2 separate regions of the Gossypium hirsutum genome follow, and region 2 is linked to region 1. The links are chromatin contacts, called in public Hi-C maps. All regions are on one chromosome and are shown on one strand. Each heading gives the region's core, a stretch centred on a gene start, on an enhancer-like site or on the middle of the called end of the contact. The rest is flanking DNA. Distances are from core to core; before and after follow the strand shown. Region 1 has its middle 45 kb from the start of LOC121214139. Region 2 holds the start of LOC107922578 (zinc finger protein SHOOT GRAVITROPISM 5).

Region 1 (4,619 bases), core at 843-3,342:
ATTTAAATTATTAAATATATTAAATTATTTTATATTTTTAATAAATTTTATAAACAATATGAATAAAATTTATTATTGTAATGCATGGATTATTATTGTAATGCATGAATAAAATTAGCTTCAAAAGTGTGTTATAGTTAATAAATATTTTATTTACAATGCATATTTAATTCGCAGAAATATTTTAAATGAGAAATTTGATAGGTCCAATTTGTACCAAGTTAAGTTAAAATTTATAACTAATATTTAGAACATAAAATAATTGACAGTAATTTTTATTTTAAATTTGATTTTAACGGAATGTGAAGCGTCGTATTATATTTAATAATAAATAAAACTATTATGAAATAATTAATGGAATTTATTTGGAATTGATAAAACAGAATATGAAATGTTTTTTTTTAATATAATGTAATATAATAAATAAGGTATATAATGGAAATGAAAAAGGATTAAGTTATTTTAAATGTATGATGCAAAAAGGGTAATAATCTTAGGAAACCTAAATAACAAAAACATATTCATTCTGCTTATTGTGTTTTTTAGTTTGAGCAACATACTGCACATCTTGGTATTAATTTCAATTCTATCTTTTTATGATGTTGATGCATATTCTCTAAACAAAATCTAAGTTGCAATCTTGGATAATGTTTACAAAACAATTAAAATGAGTATTTTAGTTAAAATAACATTTTTCAAAAGTTAATTAAATTACATTAATTTTAAATTATTTAGAACATTTTTTTGAGATATTTGAAATAATATCAAAGGATTGATAATTTTTCAGCTCTGTCTTGTAGAAACCTCTAGACTCAATTATCCTTCTTCTTCAAGAAAGATCATCCTTATCAACACTGTAATCATAAAAGTAAGTTTATAATTATAGAAAACAATCCTAAATTATGAAATTAAAAAAAATAATGACAAGACTTTGTTATAATAAAACCTATGTTACAAAATAAGGATCTATATTAAACAAGTTTATTGATTCAAATGACGATTCATTTCTATGTCTCTTTGAAGAACTATCTTTTACCATCGCCAAAATCTACATATAATCAACCTAAATTGTTATTATATATTAAATCAATTATAAAAAAAATGATAAAAGTTATGAACACAACAATAAAAAGATGAAATCTAAAAACTAATTTCCCACGTACCATATACTTTTTCTAATCTAACCTAAGTGTTATATATATATATATATTTGAGATGGTATTTATAATCAGTATACAAGCCCCAAGCCAGAGATAATAGTTGGGATAATTTTCAAATTTGTTTATTTTATTTTATAAGAAAAATATGAAAAATTACATCTAATAGGTGGAAAAAAATTTTAATCATGCAAACAAATATATAGACTTCTTAACATTCAAAAATGAAAATTTAAAAATACAAAATCAGCATCTCAATAAATCAATAAAGAAAACATATTAGAAAAGAGAAAAGACCTATCAAAACCAGCTTAATGAACAAATAATAATAATAATAATAATATTTTATCGTTAAAGGATATTTTGCATGTAAATTTTAAGGGAAATAGTGTGTACGAGAAAAGAAGAATAGAGCACTGAATCAAGACACATGGATTAACATGTGGCTAATTTTTTTTCCTCAATTTTGCTTGATTAGACATACTGTTTTTTGATATTTTTCAGGTTTATTTTATTATCTGTATTTGAAATTTGTGTTATCCTTCTCAACAGATAAACATTATGCTATTTATTATTGTGTAAAGGAAAAGAAAAACTCATCTACTTATCCAATGAGCCAGAAGCCAGCCAGCCCTCAAATTATAACCCATGATAGGTGTTAAACAGATATCCCATTTGGGAATTTTTTTTAAAACTAAAGTTATTGATTATAGATGAAAAAGGTGCTAAATTGGTAAAAGCGTAAAGTGATTTTTGCAAAGAAATATATTAAGTATCTTTTTACTTATTTATTTTTTACAAAACATGGGGGGTTAAGGCAATGGAAAATTAATACAAGTCGTTGAAGCACATGAATCCCAAGATAAATGGATATTATCCATGGGCCCATCTTGAACTCGGACGAATTGGAAGAGATGTTTGATATCATCATAAGCTGGTTGGACCATCCATTCTACTTTTGTACCTCATTTATGATATTAAGCCTTTTTCTTTTTTTTGGTCACTTCCAGAGAACCCGCACATAAAAATATTATGATCTTTTAGTATAATAAGGATAGACCGAAGAGTGACAAGTCTGGCTTGTATTTTGCTGGCAAACTTGTAGCTTCGAATGGATAAGAGTTGAGAGCCTCTGTGGTCTTGGGCGATAACTGCTCCACCACTCATGCTATTTCGCCTGCAATAAACAATGCAAAGAGAGAGTGCCCATTCTGAGACAGGATTATCAATAAGGTCCGATCTTGGAATTCTTAACTGATGGCTTTGCAAGTTGTTAATGGGAAAGGCTTTCATTATGGAATCATGGAGATTTTGGGTCCTTATGACTGCCCTTGCTGGAGAATGATCGACCATTCTGAAAATGAGTTTATTCCTTGATTTCCAATTTATCCAGAGAGTGCAAGCTGCATAAGTGTAAAAATTCTTTGAATCGATGGAGCTGATGTTGTTTGAGTTGAGCCACTGAAGAAACCAGGATGATAGAGAAGAAATTCGGAGAGAGTCGGATAAGAGGACAAGAGAAGAACCAAACCACTGCTCGATCGAAACTGCATTCAAGGAAGAGTTGTTTAATGGATTCCCTGCCATCTTTGCAAAAAAAAAAAAAAAAAAAAAAACAAAACAAAACACACGGAGGTTATCATCATCGGAAAGGCGTCTTGAGAAGAGCTCCTTGGTTGGAAGGCAATTTGTGCATATTTTCCAAAGGAAGATGGTAATACTGTAAGGGAGTTTAAGCCTCTATAGATTAGTCTATGCTTTGTTAGAGGGTGAGGCTGCAGAAGTTGAAGGATTAAATTGACACTCACAGGCATAAACACTCTTCACAAAAAAGCGACCGTTAAAGTTAAATTTCCATACAAATTTGTTTTTACCACCCTGTATCGAAAGGGTCCTGCTGCGGAGGTCAGAGGCCCAATCATGATTGACGACGATATTGAGAGATTTCTCTTGATCCAAAATATTGATGCTGGGGAGTGTAGAAGCATGAACTTAAAATGTTGGGACAGACAATTTAATAGTATCAACAAGAGGGAGATTAGTATTTGGCTCTTAGAATCTTTGTGAGGAAACAATTGTGATCAGTCATTATGTGCCATGAAATTTTGGTGAGAAGGGCATCATTGAAGGTGTTGATCTTCCTAATACCCAGACCTCCAGCAAACAATGGTGCACAAATTTGTTTAATTTATTCTTATTTTTTTTAGTTATAATTAATAACACCTCCAATAGATACATTCAGCTCTTCCTATAACAATTTGTCAATATTTTAGATATTATAGAGAGGTGGTTGATACCCACCAACATCTAACACATTTATAACATCATTTAAAATTTAGATTATATTTAAATTTTGTGAAGTTTTAAAATTAAAAAATTATTATATCAAAAATATTATTAATTAATGAGATTTAGATAATATATTTAATAATATTTACAAATGTAACTTCATTTATTTTAATAAAAAACATTAATATTTTTATATAAAATTTGAACATTTTAATAAAATAATATCTTAACTAAAATTTATTATATCTTATTTTACCTAATAATGTAACTACTATTATTAAAATTTAAAACAAAAGATTATCATAGTGAAGTAATTTAATAAATTGTGTATTTTATGGTGATTATTATTATTGTTACAGAGAGTAGAAATAATATATAAAAAATGGATTTTATGACAAACTAGACCAAAAAGATGTTCTTTCGGTTTCTAAAATATAAAATGCATGCATACAAAACTAGTTTTGTAGTATTTCACTTTTCTAAGTTAATAAATTGGTATCCACCAACACTTTTTTAAAATATATAAAAATTTTCAATAAGTTAAAGGTATATCAATTTAAAAAATATCGAAAAAATAATAATATTCTTTTATAAATGGATATTTTTAAATAATTTGTATATTAGCTTGGTGATTTTGATTATCACATGTCTACTTTTCCACCTCCATCATTAATTTAATGATGCTAGTCAACGCTCAAAGTAATTATTTAAGGTCTTTATATTAAGGTTGGGTTATATTTTTTTTATTTATAAATTTTTGTATATTAGATCAAAGAGTAAATTGATCATTATGTTAAAAATTTCATCCATTTCTACTATTATAAATTAGTAAGTGTATGTCAACATGAGGTACACATGGCATATCATGTGTCATTATTTAATCAATTCATCAGCCGCATCAGTTTTTATCAGTATAAATGGATGCAATTTTTAACCAAAAAAATTGATCTGCTCTTTAATCTAATGTATAGAGATTAAACTATTCATTTTTTAAATAGAGAGGACAAAACTCTTAATAGAAAGAACTCCATAACCAAACAAAATAAATAAATTTTAAATATATCAAAGTTAAAATATTCGAAAAGTTGCAAGTTTTTGTAAACAAAGGCAATTTAAAAACTCCGTTTTTTTTCCATTTATGGGAACTGTGGTATTGGTTTAGGCCTAATCAAG
Region 2 (4,509 bases), core at 1,453-3,952, 210 kb after region 1:
CTTTAAATTGTTTAAGCAGTTGGCGTTTAGTGGGTTGTGACATCTATAAATAGTTGTCTAATATAATTCATTGAATTTTCAATACAAATCGTGAAACATGAATTATTAATTTGTAATCCATATTTCTTATCTTTGGTTGGTTAAAAAGATAGCGAACAAATGTCTATATCGTGCCGACGAGAAAAGTTTAAAATGATGAGCAGCTCTGGTTCTTATAACAACCATTTTTCTAAATAAATAATTAACATTTTTATTTATCACCACAAAAATTATGAATAGATTACGTCCAGTACGATATGATACTAATAATAGAGCCTTCAATTTCAAAATTAGAAAACCTAATTAATGTTTAAAACTAAATAAATAAGATAAAATAAAATTTCCACCACCAAATGATAATTCATATTATTAATTAGTTTTTAAAAATGCATTAAAAACACTATATATTTGGCTAAGGATATACTACTCTGGCACAACTCTTATTAATAACATGTCTCTATCCTATGTAACTGCTTTAAGCCAGTGATTAAAGGTCGCTACTATAGATCTAATCATTTTAGGTACGGTAATAACACAGATACAAATATTAGTATTACCATCAAAATTCATATAATACCAATTATTACTATCAATTTTTTCTATAACTTTATTTCTTAAAGTTTTGTCTGTTATAGAAAGACGGTTGTTATACACTTATAATAGCATGTTATTATAAAGAAATAATTATTGTAAACTTACCATATCATACCATATAAAGTAAGTGAGAATTATGTTCAAAAAAGAAACAAAGTAAGAATCAAATCAACAAAACTAAAATGTGTATAGCATGTGCAAATTTATTACTTTTATGCATATTTTATTTTACATTCTTTCACATAATTAATTATGAAATTTATAAAACTAACGAGTTTAATTAATTAGTATAAGTTATCTATCTTTAAAAAATATATACAGGAGAGCATTATGTTGCAGGCATGAGATCAATTTATAAGTTTTTGATGTTCTAAATTCATTGTAAAATATTTAATTAAAAAACTTAATATTTTATTGAATTAATATTTTTAATTTCACTCATTGAACATTATTTTCATTTAATAAAATATGATTAATAGATTTTTCCATGTAAAATTTAAATTTTTTTATTGGAATAATATTTTAATTAAGATCATTTTTATTTAATAAATTATAATTAATAGACTTGCTTATATGATAAAAATTATAATATTACTTAAAATTTTAAATAATATGTTGTTATAAAGAAGTAATTTAATAAAAGAAATGTACTTCATAACTATGCTTATTGTGGGGATGGCACGAGCCCCGATCTCCCCCAATATGGAAAACTTTTCATTTAGGCCCTTTAAAATTTTAAATTAGTAAAGGTAAAATTACACCTTGACCCCTTAAAATGATAAAAATTTGATTTAATCCTTTAAAAAATATAAAGATATAGGCTATTAAAATGATAAATTATATTTTTACTATAGTAAAAATTACAATTTAATTTTGGTCCCCTAAAAAAATTTTATGATTTCCCCTCTGGTTATAAGTGAATTGTTTTAAATGATTAAAATAAAAATATAAAAGTTGATTCTACTAAAATTTTGATTATTATAATGAAATATTGTTATAACAAGTTATCATTAAAGAAAGTAATTCAAACACATTATTTGATAATTGAATTAAAATGTTGATTGAATAAGTGGGGTAGTAAAAAAGATTCTGTTAATATTTATCGATATGTTATTTAAACCATTATCATCATCTATAGGGTTTACACAATTCCATGATGATAATTAACGATGTTTTATGATAAAAGAATAAGAGTGTTTGTTGGAACCCATGCAAACCCATTTCATATACAGAGCCAATATGATCTTATATATAATATTGTTATTTAATATCACAATGTAGATACGTACTTCAATTGAGTTGAATTTCATCACTGTAATTCTATCTTTAGCTCAAATACTTTTCATTCAAAACTTTATTTTTTCAACTTTTTATATGTATAGGCAAAATCAGTATCTACCACAATAACTCTTTTGAGCTCATTAGCTGAGTGATAAAACAGTAACTTTCTGGCAAATAGAATTATTAGGGTTCCAATATCCTTTTTTCTTTATTGGAGAAAGAGTTACATAATGAGGAATAGGGCAAATTTTGAAGGATGGGGAGGAGATTTTAAATAAGTAAAAGAAAAAGAGAGAAAAAAAAATTCTCTTATAGAAATGATTACAACCTTCTTGAAAGTGACAAATCTTGTTTCCCTCATCTTTAGAAAAACTGAAAGAAAACAGTACTAATTTAGGGTTTTAGTTAAATTTTGCTTAATCAAACAAATAATCCATTTTCACCCCCCCCCCCAAGATTTACATCTCAACTTTTTCTCACAAAAGGGAAATGAAAAGAGAAAAAAAAAAGGTCAGGTGGAAATGGAAGGGAGGTGTGGCCTGCAGTTCCTATTCATATATACAAATAGGAATAATATATGAATAATAAAGAAATAAATTCATGCAAATTACTGTGTGATTGAATAATGACAGTTTGTTTTGTTGTGGGGATGATTTTTTGTTCCTGTCCAAATGCCTGTGTGTTATTATGTGGGTGTGGGCCCCCAAAACACAAGCATTTGTGATTGAATCAGCCCCCTCTCCTCTCTCTCATTCAAAGGAGCTTTATAAGTAAGACTTGCCTCAACCTTACCTGTTCATGGTGGGGGTCTAATTGAAACAGCAAAACCAAGAAAACTTTTTTTAAATAAAGCTTAAAAGAAAGAAAGTTGATGGCAGAAAGCAATAGCTTTTTCTTCTTCTCCATGTTCCCTTCCCTCTCTCTCTGATCCCCATTTTCCTTTGTGTAGTGTTATCAGTAAAGCTGAATTTCCCCTCCCCCACTAGCTACTCCAAGCCAAGCCCTCCACCACCTGTACAGCTAAAGCAAGATTGATTGATTTGTTTTTTCACTTCAAACTCCATCACCCACACAACACATATAGTGAACTGCAACCATCACTATGTTAGACAACAACTCTTCAATTTCTGCTGCACCCCTTCCATCTTCCTCCTCTGATCCCCTCACTCCTTTGGAAAATGGGGCCACCCATAAAAGAAAAAGAAAGCCAGCAGGCACCCCAGGTTGTACTAGCTTATATGTTTTAATTCATTAGTTTAATACCCTATTCTTCTGTTTTTTGTTTTGTTCATAATTGAATTGATTTTGTGTTTGTAGATCCTGATGCAGAGGTGGTTTCTTTATCTCCAAAAACGTTGCTGGAATCGGATAGATATGTTTGTGAGATCTGCAACCAAGGGTTTCAAAGAGACCAGAACCTGCAAATGCATAGGAGAAGGCATAAGGTGCCATGGAAGCTGCTGAAAAGGGAATCACAAGAGGTGAAGAAGAGGGTGTTCGTTTGCCCCGAGCCAACCTGCTTGCACCATGACCCTTGCCATGCTTTAGGTGATCTGGTTGGCATCAAGAAACATTTCCGGCGGAAACACAGCAATCAGAAACAGTGGGTTTGCGAGAAATGCTCTAAAGGTTACGCTGTTCAGTCTGATTACAAGGCTCATCTCAAGACTTGTGGCACCCGAGGCCATTCTTGTGACTGTGGCCGTGTCTTTTCCAGGTCACTCTCACTTCACTTCTTCATACCCCCAAAATACAACCTCCTCTTTCCTCTTTCCTCTCAATTTTTTTCCACATTCAAACCCTAAAAATACCCTCAAAATTATCCTAAAAAACGAAATCCAAGATTGATTTCCTCTTCCCTATTCCCCATAACATGTTTTTGTTTGTTTACTTAATTAAAACCCAATTACACGCAAAATAGTCGTTTACAGACACTAGAATTCAGACCCCAGTTCATTTTTTAATTAGTATTTTAATACAGGAAACCTAGTCTCATAATCCGACCTATAGTTAACTAAAGTCAATTTTATATTGCTTTGTTCCTCGTTAACCCTACATGAAGAGGACTTGGTTGCTTCCTTGACTTAGTCTGTATAATCCAAACTTGATTATTTAAAAATGGAACAGTCCAAATTCTCATCTAATCTGTGTCGTTTCAGGGTGGAGAGTTTCATTGAACACCAAGATGCTTGCACCATTCGACGAGTTCAACCTGAGTTGCAGGCGCAGCTGCAACCTGCAGCAGCCTGCTCCTCTCGAACGGCTTCAAGCACTAGTCCTTCAAGCGATGCCAACTTTAGCATCGCCCCATTGCATGGATTGCCGATAACAAAATCAACGGAGCCTGTTTTCTTGTACAAGCGTGTGTCTGGTTCAGACCATCAGCGCCAACAACTGCAACACAATCTTGAACTTCAACTTCTACCTTCATCAACCGCTAACTCGAGGGATTCAGATGAGGAGTACGCTACACATTTGAAGCTATCGATAGGGTCCAACGACGGTGGTGAAAAGAATGCAAGTGAAACGACATTGGAAGCTACTAGGTTGAAAGAGTTCGCAAGTGGGCAGCTAAAGTTGGCCATGGCCGAGAAG

Evidence for each region. Hi-C and Micro-C count contacts between places; a contact is called where the count stands out from the background.
Region 2: a Hi-C map of leaf shows a contact between it and region 1, with 3 times the contacts expected there. The contact joins the promoter of LOC107922578 here to the enhancer-like site in region 1. A contact is called at or near these places in 17 of 34 Hi-C or Micro-C datasets (anther, callus, cotyledon and 4 more).

What each region holds. Positions count from the first base shown.
Region 1 is chrD01:42,090,324-42,094,942 of Gossypium_hirsutum_v2.1, forward strand. No RefSeq gene overlaps it. Among protein-coding and RNA genes, the nearest start is that of LOC121214139, 45 kb to the left of the region's middle. Within about 2 kb of position 2,093, at least 2 of the 9 cell types and tissues checked have an H3K27ac peak or open chromatin away from gene starts, as enhancers often do. A contact at or near this core is called in leaf, where this site is marked.
Region 2 is chrD01:42,299,465-42,303,973 of Gossypium_hirsutum_v2.1, forward strand. LOC107922578 (zinc finger protein SHOOT GRAVITROPISM 5) reads left to right here and starts at 2,703. Exons shown (of 3, transcript XM_016852668.2): 1 at 2,703-3,137; 2 at 3,232-3,631; 3 at 4,074-4,509. The coding sequence starts at 3,017.